3 separate regions of the Sus scrofa genome follow, and all the other regions are linked to region 3. A link is a contact called in public HiChIP or PLAC-seq and promoter capture Hi-C data. All regions are on one chromosome and are shown on one strand. The core of a region is the stretch at or near the end of the contact, and the rest is flanking DNA. Distances in the headings are between cores, read along the strand shown.

Region 1 (3,496 bases), core at 215-2,714, 880 kb after region 3:
TGTTAGTGTTGATTCTGTGACCTACTGTCTGGTTAAGTCAGGGCCTGGTCTGGAAAACACAAGCCTCGCTGGGTATTTCACTAGAAAGAATTTAATATAAAACATCGGCCAGGCCAGTGTCAGAGAACTGAAAAATAGAAAGGAGCAGGAGTTCCTGTCGTGGTGCAGTGGTTAACGAATCCGACTAGGAACCATGAGGTTGCGGGTTCGGTCCCTGCCCTTGCTCAGTGGGTTAACGATCTGACGTTGCCGTGAGCTGTGGTGTAGGTCACAGATGCGGCTTGGATCCTGCGTTGCTGTGGCTCTGGTGTAGGCCGGGGGCTGCAGCTCTGATTAGACCCCTAGCCTGGGAACCTCCATATGCCTCGGGATCGGCCCAAAGAAATAGCAAAAAGACAAAAAAAAAAAAAAAAAAAAGGAGCAGACACAGATAGTAAGCTCAGCACCTGGGGGTCCCCCTAAGTCCAGAGGAGAGAAGAGAGCGGTTGGGGATCTCAGAGCCCAGACAGTGGAGGAGAGGCCCTGGGACGCTGGGACTTGGACCTCTGAGCAGGGCCACTGAGGGGTACGAGGTACCGTGAGGAGGCAGTTCCCAGAGTGGGTGATGAAGCTGGAGCCTGGAACCAGCTCTCAGTGCCAAGGGAGAACCGTGAATGAGCCCTGCTGAAAGAGACCCAGGCCTTCCTCTGACCCCGCCTTGCGCTGTGCCACAGGCATCCTGCTGGCAGGGGAAGCCTGCTGGCCAAGCCCAAGGGAGGGTGCCGGAATTCTGGTGGCACAAATTCTGGAAGGCTGGCTTTAGAGCCAATGTGAAACAACCTCGCGGCTGGCAGAGCCACACTCCCCATCCCTTATCGTTGGGCCTCTGTGGGCACTGGGACAGGGGGACAGTGTGCAGCTTTGAACTCCACCTGGCACTGTGCATGGCTCAAGTTCTGGCTAGGGTCCTGTTGAGCCCAGAGGGTGAAGTTGAAATGAGTGTCACACTTTTCTGAGAAATGTCAGTTCTTTGAACAATGGTCATAAAATTGGTATGACTAATTTTTCTGTCATATAAAAATATTTTCTCAACTTTGTGCGATTTCTGTTACCAAAAAACAGACAGTAGCTTATAAACATCTTCACCTTTGATGTTCAGGATGCAAACCACAGTCTGAGCACAGACTTGGGCCCAGTGCTTAAAGTTGTGGTAGTAGGGATTTCATCTCCAAAAAGACAGCCTTTTACCCTTCAAAGTAGACTTCTTATAAATTGGTGTGCGTGGATGCTGCTGCCTTTATGTTATTCAGTTCCAAAAAGTTTATATCACACATTAGAAATATTTTATACCAGGGTGCTTTTCACAGAGTCGTGTCAGCATTTGTCAGCCAAGAATAAAAAACATATCGGCAGAGGGCCTGGGAGTGAGTACTTTCACTTTGTGTGTCATGCAATCTGTCACAGCTGGTCACCTCTGCCCCATAGTGCAAAAGCAGACAGATTATGAGTCAGCACATGGCTGTGGCTGTGTTCCAGCATCACTACAAACACAGGCAGCAGGTTGTATTTAGACTGGACCATAGCTTACTGACTCCTGGACAAATATGCAAACAGACATGGACACTGCAAGCTAGGTCTGCTTCAAAGTTAAACTTTGTGGCTTTGTTGTGAGCCCCTTTTTTAGGTACTCATACATTTAGATCTCCACAGTGCCCAGTGAATGAGCATTTGCTAAAGTGTCTGGCAATTTTGCCAAAATTAAAAAAAAAAAAAAATTAGCTCTATGTGGTCACTTCACTCAAAATTATTTTTCTTTTACCCTGAAACATCTGGCTGAATACACTTCTAGAAATGTGACTTTTCACCTTAGTGCCCTGTCCCTTGCTGCTGGTCTGCCGAGGATGATCACAAGTGCTGGTGAGTCTTCTGAAGTGGTGGAGCCAAACAAGAGATCTTATCTACGAACCCTATCAAAGGGTATTATCTAATCTACATTTAATTATTGATTCTAGGTTTCTAAAATGCACCCATCAGCATAAAAAAAGAAGCCTTGTTACGCTAAAATTAACTCAAAGTGGAATGTAAATTTAGATGTAAAAGTGAAACTTTAGAATTTTAGAGAAGGAGTTCCTGTCATGGTGGAGTGAAAACGAATCTGACTAGGAACCGTAAGGTTGTGAGTTAGATCCCTGGCATTGCTCAGTGGGTTAAGGATCCATCGTTGCCCCTAGAGCTGTGATGTAGGTCGCAGACATGGCTGGGATGCCAAGTTGCTGTGGTGTAGGCCGGCAGCTGTACCTCCAATTAGACCCCTAGCCTGGGAACCTCCATATGCTGCAGGTACAGCCCTAAAAAGCAAAAAAAAAAAAAAAAAAAAAAAAAAACCCTAATCATGCAGATACCACATGATCCAGCAATTTCACTCTTGGGCATTTATCCCACAGAAATACCTATTTTTATACAAAAATCTGTACATGATTTGCTATGTACATGAATGTTTATAGCAGCTTTATTGCTAATAGTCCAGAAACTGGAAACAACCCCAATATCCTTTGTCCGGTACATCATTAAACAAATTGTGATCCATTTATACTGTGGAGTACTACTCAACATAAAGGAGCCAACAACTGACATAGGCAACAGTGTGGACGGATCTCAAGGCCTTATGCTGAATTTAAAAAAATCCATTATAAAAAAAATTTTTTTAATAAAAAATTTAAATAAATAAAAAATCCGGAGTTCCCGTCGTGCCGCAGTGGTTAACGAATCCGACTAGGAACCATGAGGTTGCGGGTTCGGTCCCTGCCCTTGCTCAGTGGGTTAACGATCCGGTGTTGCCGTGAGCTGTGGTGTAGGTTGCAGACTCGGCTCGGATCCCGCGTTGCTGTGGCTCTGGCGTAGGCTGGTGGCTACAGCTCCGATTCAACCCCTAGCCTGGGAACCTCCATATGCCACGGGAGCGGCCCAAGAAATAGCAACAACAACAACAACAACAACAAAAAGACAAAAGACAAAAAGACAAAAAATAAATAAATAAATAAATAAATAAATAAAAAATCCATTCTCGGGTTTCCCCTTGTGGCGCAACGGAAATGAATCCGACTAGGAACCATGAGGTTTTGGGTTCAATCCCTGGCCTCGCTCAGTGGGTTAAGGATCCAGCATTGCCATGAACTGTGGTGTAGGTTGCAGACTCAGCTTGGATCCCGCATCGCTGTGGCTGTGGCGTAGGTCGGCAGCTACAGCTCCGATTCGACCCCTAGCCTGGGAACCTCCATATGCCTTGGAAGTGGCCCAAGAAATGGCAAAAAGACCAAAATAAATAAATAAATAGATAAAATAAAGGGCCACCTCTATATACCATTCTTGAAATGATGAAACTACAGAGATGGGGGGCAGATGAGTGGCTGCCAGGAGCTGAGGTTGGAAGTAGGGGCAGGAAAGAAGACTGTGGCTATTATGTCAGAAGTAGCATGAGAGATCTCTGTGATGGAATGTTCTTTGTCTACACTGGGCC
Region 2 (3,793 bases), core at 713-3,212, 830 kb after region 3:
GTGCTAGTGAAGAACTCAATTTTAGAGTGAATTTACTTTTAATTAACTTATTTAAATAGCCACATGTGGCTACTGTACTGGGCGGTGTCACCTAGAGAAAACCCAGCTCTGTCACTACTCTAGGATCCGTTCTACCCAACTTCTTCTGAGAGCCCAGTGTTCCCTGGTGGCTTGCTGGGTTAAGGAGCTGGGGTTCTCACGGCTGTTGTGTGTGTTACATCCTTGGCAGGGGAACTTTTGAATGCTGAGGGCATGGCCAACAAAAAAGAGCCCACCTCCCTTTAAAGCTACAATACTCAAGAATAGGTCAGGGGAGAGCCAGCTGACTGTGTGTGACAAGGATGGGTCTGTCCTACCAAAGCTTTCAGGGCTGTGGGACTGTTGCAGGGCGTGTTAAGCTGACTGTGCAACCATGAAAGCCTGTCCCCTCACCTTGAGTAAGGTGTGACCCACATGCTTCTGATACACATATCTGCCTTGTCCAAGGAAGTGATGTGCACGGGCAGGAAGTGGGAAGCCACAATTGTAAACCAAGCTAACTGGTTTACCTTGAGACAGAAAGAGTTCCTGTCCTGGCTCAGCAGTTAACGAATCTAACTAGCATCCACGAGAACAGGTTCAATCCCTGGCGTTGCTCAGTGGGTTAAGGAATAGGTGTTGCCGAAAGCTGTGGTGTAGACGCGGCTCAGATCTGAGCGACCCGGAGCTACAGCTCCGATTCAACCCCTCGCCTAGGAACTTGCATATACTGCGGGTGCGGCCCTAAAAAAGAGACGGAACTTATATTCTACAATGAAAAATCTGCTAAACCAGCACATTACAAGACAATTAAACAAACCAAAAAACCCTCAAAAAACGCTGGGACATGCTGAAGAAAATGGACTTGCCAGCGTTTGTGGCATCAACCAGGTAGACGTCGCCGCGGTAGCGCCAGGAGCGCTGGAGCGCGGAGATCAACTTTTTGACTCCATAGCCAGTCTTGGCGCTGATGAGCCGCACGTCCTTAAGCACCGCATGGGACCTGGCCGAGTGGTTCGCCTTATCCGCCCGGTCCCGCGGCTGCTTCCGGCCGGGGTGTTGGGACCTCCGGGAGCCAAGAGGCAGGAGACCGACGCGGGGGCAGTCGTCCCACAGCCGCTCCCGGATGCGCTGCCGGTATCCGGGGGCGTCCTGGGGCAGCAGGTCCACCTTGTTCCCCAGCACGATCAGCGCTTGGGGCCCACGAGCGCGGGCACGTTGGGCAGCAGGGCGTCGGGCAGATCAAGCAGGTCCACCTTGTACAGCACCAGCGCGGACTCCAGCCGCCGCAAGCGCAGGGCGCGCCGGTGGTGCACCAGCAGACAGCAGCGCTGGCACACTGTCCGCGCCAGCCCGCCCTTCGCCTGCGCCGCCGCGCGGAGGAACTTCTCGCTGGGCAGGTAGCCGGGCACGCCGGGGTCCTGGCGGTACAGCTCCGCCCCGCATCCCGAACAGTTCAGGCCGCTGGGTGCCACCGTCGGGTCCGGGTGCCCCACGACCGGCTGCGCCCGCTGCACCCGCCGAGCGGCCCGGAGCTTCTGCTGGCGCCGCTCCTCCCGCCGCTGCTGCATCTGTCGTTCGTTCTCTTCTTGCCGCTGCTGCACCTCTCGTAGCTGGTCTTGGCGGGTCGGTGCGGGCTCCGGCTCCGGGATGTACTTGGGGAACAGAAAACTCTCCTCTCTTCGCTGACCCCAGTCTCAGTCTGGCACGGAGGACGCCCACGGCCCAGGCCCCACGAGTGCTGGGATGAGAGGCTGACCACTCATCTCCTATCCAGGAGCGCGTCCCGGAGCCAAAGGCGCGCGGCCGTGGGAGAGGCTCCCTGCAGGAGGCCACACGGCAGCCTAGGAGCAAGGGTGGCAAGGGGCGGACCACCCCTTCGCGCGCGCACTGCGGCCCCAGCTGCGCGGTAAACGAGAAAAAGCCTGGGACGACCAGAGAGTTGTCATTGGTCAGCGTCGCCCTTCGGCTCCTCCTCCCTGGTCTCATCTCGTGAGATCTCGCGATGAAGCCTCTGATGCCGAGAACCCACCTAAAGCGAAGCTAAAGGCTTTGTAGGTGCGGGCTCCGCTGGGTTGGCCAGTTTGGGCAGCCAGTGAAGCTTTGCCTACTTCCGGGCTTCTTCAGCGCGCTGCCGCTGGTACTGTCTGCAGCTCGGAAATCTCATTTCTTCCTGTTTTTTGGCTATGTAACTGGCAAATATATAACACCTAAGGCCGTAAAATTATAACCACAAAGCCTTTTGTGATACATCCACTTGGGTTTTTTTCAGGTGTCATTATTAGTGGAATATTAAAAAAAACTTTATTATCTGGTTCCAAGACTGAGCGTAGCCGTAGTCATGTCTTCTGACCAGAGAAGTCTGAACCCACGATTTGCGCATGTGCAATTCTGGACGTTAGCAAATGCTTCACTCTTCGCGCAGGCGCACACAGTATGCGGCAGCCTCTTGGGCAGTGCAGGCCTGGGACGCAGGCGCAGACCTTAAGCGCCGTCCCCGTGGGCGGTGCTGGCTTGGAGCGCAAGCGCAGACCTTACTAGGCGCCCCCATGGGCGGTGCTGGCTTGGTACGCTAGCGCAGATCTTACGGGGAGTCTTAGTGGGCGGTGCTGGCGTGAGGTACAGGAAGTTTTGGGACCCCCAGACTGGGTTCATTTGTGTGGTGCTCAGGTCGTCGGTGGTCTTTTCTCCCTGTGCTTTTTTGGGTTCGCGTCTTGTGACCCACTTGTGGGTTTGTGTGACGCAGACGAGGGTAGGTGGCCCCTCAGAAACACCGCGGCGACCCGCTCGAGGGGGAAACGTGGGAGCCGGGCGAGTCGAGGGTTTGTGGCCTTCTCACCCGCCCGCCGCGCAGGGTCCCCAGGCGTTCCCCCCTCCGCCTTCCCCGGGCCGGGGACGAACCAGGGATTTGGAAGGTGGACCGGCGGGGAGCGCAGCATTTATGACATTTGTTGTCTCCACTGGCTGCTTCTGGATAAGTGACACCTCCCCGTTTTGGAAGAGCGGCCCCCCATGCGACCAGTACCGGTGTTTGGGGTTCATCTGAAGCAAAGGGCTCCTCGATTTCCCTTAAGGTCAGAGGTAGTGGATTTATTGAATAGTCGAATGTTTGAACGTCAGCTTGTGCCGGGCGATGTGCTAGGCTCTGCAAATACAGCTGGTGCAGAGAATACAGGGTGGGAGGGGGGATTGGGCTTGTTTGGCGTCCTTCACTCTGCTTTCCGCTTAAGTAAATTATCTTGAGAGATGACTTTTACATCTCCGTTTTCCACAAGGTGACACAGTTCTAGGAGGTGGTGTTTGCTTATTGAATAGGGCCAGTATCTTTTTTTTTACATGTATAATTTTTTACATGTAGAATTCCATATTTTCATTTTTTTTTTTCGGCTTTTGTCTTTTTAGGGCCACACCCACGGCACATGGAGGTTCTCAGGCTGGGGGTCTAATCGGAGCTACAGCCGCCAGCCTGTGCCGCAGCAACAGCAACGCCAGATCCAAGCTGTGTCTTCGACCTACATACACCACGGCATCGCCGGATCCTTAACCCGCTGTTGGAGACCAGGGATCGAACCCTCAACCTCATGGTTCCTAGTTAGATTCGTTTCCACTGTGCCAGGAGGGGAACTCCTACCTTAACTTTTGAGTTAAGCTCTAAAGTATATTCTTATGGCTCACAGGCTAGAAAATTTAAAAATGCAAACTGTCCACCATCTCTCTGTCTGCAGTGAGCCCTTTCCACTTAGATTCTTAGCTGTCCATATACTTTCCTTATGCT
Region 3 (3,649 bases), core at 949-3,448:
CCCAGTTAATAATTATAAGAATTTTTGATGACTGTACTATTTTTTGGGGGTTTTTTTGGTTGTTTTTCTTTTTTTTTTTTTTGTCTTTTTGCTATTTCTTTGGGCCGCTCCCGCAGCATATGGAGGTTCCCAGGCTAGGGGCCGAATTGGAGCTGTAGCTGCCAGCCTACGCCAGAGCCACAGCAACGCGGGATCCTAGCCGCGTCTGCAACCTACACCACAGCTCACGGCAACGCCGGATCCTTAACCCACTGAGCAAGGGCAGGGACCGAACCCGCAACCTCATGGTTCCTAGTCGGATTCGTTAACCACTGCGCCACGACGGGAACTCCGATGACTGTACTGTTAATTTCCAAATTTTTTTATTGGTTCCCTTTCCTACACACCCATCAAAACTGATAACCCGAAGGAGTTAAATTATTGTTCTTTCTGATGGCAGTTATTCCTTCCATCTGTCTAAACTAGTGGCTCTCAATCAGGAATGATTCTGCCTCCCTAGGGACAGTTGGCAATGCCTGGAAAGATTTTTGGTTGTCACAGCTTGAGGGATGCTACTGGCATCTAGTGGGTAGAAGCCAGGAATGCTACTCATCATTCTACAATACAGAGGACAGGCCCTCTAAACCAAGGAATTATTCAGTCCCAAATGTCAGAAGTACAAAGGTTGAGAAACTTTGATCTGGATCACCTTACACATATTCATTCTAAAGCCTTCCTCAGACTCTTTTCTTCTGGAGAGAGTCCTTGTTCAGATGTTTTATTTTGTTGGCTATCTTTGCATTAGATTTCCTCACTGTTTAGGGTTTGCAAGCTCATTGTCAGTGCAAAGTTTTTTCTTTTCCCTTTGCATCTGGCTCCCCCTCCTTCGGCTTATCAGTTTTGATGGTGGTCCCATCAGGTCTGCTCCACAATCAGGGCTCCTGTCTCAGGGTGATGTGGGGGACCTAGAGAGCCCAGATGAGGCTTGGTTTCTTTTTCTTTCTGCCTCCTCAGCCCACCCTCTCGCTCAAAGCCAGGACCTGAGTGCTGAGCAGCAATAATTCTGTGTGCCAGAGGAACCAGGGCCCTGACCTCAGGCCTTGCGGCCCAGCAGTGCGCCTGCACTGGTCTTCCGTGACATCTGGAGCAAAACTGGACTGCAACTTCAGTGTCCCACTCATCTTTTAAATTTCTTTGATTTTAGTTTTTGTATTTTCTAATGGCTATGTGTTTGGGACAAAGGGAAGCCAAAGAGTCTTCTGGACTGGGTGACTGTTGCATAGTCATTTGCTATGATATTTATTTATGGCTCCCTATTTTCAAAAAAGATATTTGTTGCTAGGCAACAAAAAAGTCTTTAACTGTACGTGTTCAAGACTACAAAAGCCATCCACGGAGCCTCATTGCCTCCTAGAAATTCCATAAAACAGCTTATTGAAGGATGTGGGAAGAGGGACAGGGCTCCCTGCGGAAACGGTTAAAGCGATATATGAATGCGTACAAAGTTATTCACGGCCCACAGAGCAATTAGGTGAGATATATATACACAAGGATTAAGTGCATCTTCAAAATGGATGCCCTGCTTGGGAGAAGAGTAAACAGGAGGCGATGAACGCCTCTCTGATCATCTAGAAGTTTCCACGCGACAAATGGAATTCCAATATCCGACCATGCATTTTCTCAATGTGAACAGGTTCTCTATAGCCAGTTGATTTACATTTGATTCCATTCTCGAATGTTTCTTGCGGTTGGTGCTAGAGAAACAGCTGAGTGAAATAAACTGACTCCAGGAATGCGCAGTAGGGGGCGGCAGAGGTAAACATACAAAGACAATGACGTTTGACAGAGGAGCTCTAACTCAAGAACTCAAACGCAATGATGTTATGCTCATCATAACGGGATGAGTATAATATTGGGATCTGGACATCTGTAAGAGGCCGGGGGTGCGGGAGCAAAGTTAGTTAACTGCGTTGGGTGGTTGTCAGGGAAAGTTGCACAGACAACCGGGTACTTCGGCTGAGTTCACGTGGGGAGCAGGCGTCCCCGGAGGGTGAAGGCTAACCGGCTGCAGGGACCAGGGCTGCACAGGCTCTAACCCAGCGCCCCGAAGGTCAAGGAAGTTCAAGGCAACGACAGGCGCAGCCTGGACGACGGCCGCCGCGGTGGTTCCGGCTCCCGCCGCCAGAAGGCGCCGCAGCGCCGCACCTTCCAGGCCCGTTCGTTTCCGGGCCTGGGCCCGGCGCCGCCATCAGAATCGGGCGCGTCCCCGCCGCGCGCGGCGACCCGTCTTCCGCTCCCGTTACCGAGGCAACCGCTGCGCCTACTCCGCGCCGGTCGCGATAGTCCGTCCGTGCCATTTTCAAACTGTCCCAGCGCCGGAGCCGGTGTCCGCGGCGGCGGAAGCCAGCGAGCGAGGCAGGCGCAGGGGATGCGACCGCGAGCGGAGGGAGCGGCAGCCGGGGCGGCGGGTGAGCACGGACCGGGCGGGCGGCGCGGTGGGGGAGGAAGTGGGGCCCGGGCGGGGACTCTGGCGCCGCGGCCGCCCGCTGGCGGGAGCCGTGCGGGGAGCGGGTTCGGGCTGCGGACCTGGCTCCGCCGCTGCGCTCGCGGCAGCCTCCACCGGCCCCGCGCAGCCGCTGCTGCTGGCCGGTTGCTCGAGGTGGGAGCGCCCTCTTCCCAGCTGGTCCCTCGGCGCTTGGTAAACGCAGACAGGCCCGAGCGCAGGCCGAGCCTTGGCGGCGACCTCCGCCCGTTTGCGGCTCTCAGGGAAGGACCCGGTTCGGTTCGGGCCTGGGCGTAGACACGTCCCGGGCCTCTGGGAAAACGCGCCGCGCTGGCTCCGGGTGGTGGTGAGCGCGCGTGGAGCGCCGAGCCTCCGCGCCTGTTGTCCTGCAGGGAGCTGAGTACAGACGCTCCTGGAGCGGGGGTGGGGAACGTTGGTACCAGCTTTTTGTCCTTCTTGGAAGGATTTTAATCTTTCATCTCTCTTGTGTGTTGATGAGTGTTTTGATTCGTACTCCTGCTTCTCTATCTTAGAAGGATGTGAGCAGGTAGTATTTCTGGGTAACCAAAGTCGGTGCCAGACAAGGAGAAATGTTTGGATGGCGAGGTCCTGCTGGTTCTGGGTTTTTTTATTTTTATTCTCTTGCTTTTTAGGGCCGCACCCCTTGAATGTGGAAGTTCCCAGGCTAGGCGTCAAATTGGAGCCACAGCTGCCTGTCTGCACCACAGCCACAGCAATGCAGGATCCAATCCCTGTCTGTGACGTGCACCACAGCTCAGGCAACGATGGATCCTTTTTTTTGTCTTTTTGCCTTTTCTAGGGCCACTTGCTGCGGCATATGGAGGTTCCCAGGCTAGGGGTTCAATCGGAGCTGTATTCGCCAGCCTACGCCAGAGCCACAGAAACGCAGGATCCCAGCCGCATCTGCGATCTACACCACAGCTCAGGGCAACACTGGATCCTTAACCCACTGAGCAAGGTCAGGGATTGAACCCACAGCTTCATGGTTCCTAGTCGAATTCGTTAACCACTGCGCTAAGACGGGAACTCCGATGGATCCTTAATCCAATGAGCGAGGCCAGGGATCAAACCTGCGTCCTCATGGGTACTAGTCAGATTCATTTCCACTGAGCCAGGATGGGCACTTGATAATTCTGGGTTTGCATT

Evidence for each region. Promoter capture Hi-C pulls out the DNA fragments that hold promoters and counts their contacts. HiChIP or PLAC-seq counts read pairs in DNA pulled down with a chosen protein or histone mark.
Region 1: a contact with region 3 is called in an H3K27ac HiChIP or PLAC-seq map of skeletal muscle, with 10 times the contacts expected there. The contact joins the enhancer-like site here to the promoter of CEP135 in region 3. A contact is called at or near these places in 5 of 47 Hi-C or Micro-C datasets (embryonic fibroblasts, heart right ventricle, omental adipose tissue and 2 more) and 2 of 2 datasets of contacts at active chromatin or transcription factors (alveolar macrophages and skeletal muscle).
Region 2: a contact with region 3 is called in a promoter capture Hi-C map of liver, with 4 times the contacts expected there. The contact joins the promoter of LOC100626988 here to the promoter of CEP135 in region 3. A contact is called at or near these places in 1 of 5 promoter capture datasets (liver) and 1 of 47 Hi-C or Micro-C datasets (heart right ventricle).

Annotation. Positions count from the first base shown.
Region 1 is chr8:56,133,782-56,137,277 of Sscrofa11.1, forward strand. The region is part of intron 1 of LOC100621006 (RE1-silencing transcription factor-like); the gene reads left to right. Among named protein-coding and RNA genes, the nearest start is that of POLR2B, 97 kb to the right of the region's middle. Within about 2 kb of position 1,465, at least 22 of the 83 cell types and tissues checked have an H3K27ac peak or open chromatin away from gene starts, as enhancers often do. A contact at or near this core is called in alveolar macrophages, retroperitoneal adipose tissue and skeletal muscle, where this site is marked.
Region 2 is chr8:56,081,920-56,085,712 of Sscrofa11.1, forward strand. LOC100626988 (nitric oxide-associated protein 1) reads right to left here and starts at 1,963. Exons shown (of 4, transcript XM_013978717.2): 1 at 1,714-1,963; 2 at 1,214-1,711; 3 at 1-1,211. The coding sequence starts at 1,963. The coding sequence ends at 829. All of the region lies in intron 1 of LOC100621006 (RE1-silencing transcription factor-like), which reads left to right.
Region 3 is chr8:55,248,704-55,252,352 of Sscrofa11.1, forward strand. CEP135 (centrosomal protein of 135 kDa) reads left to right here and starts at 2,199. Exons shown (of 26, transcript XM_021101350.1): 1 at 2,199-2,447.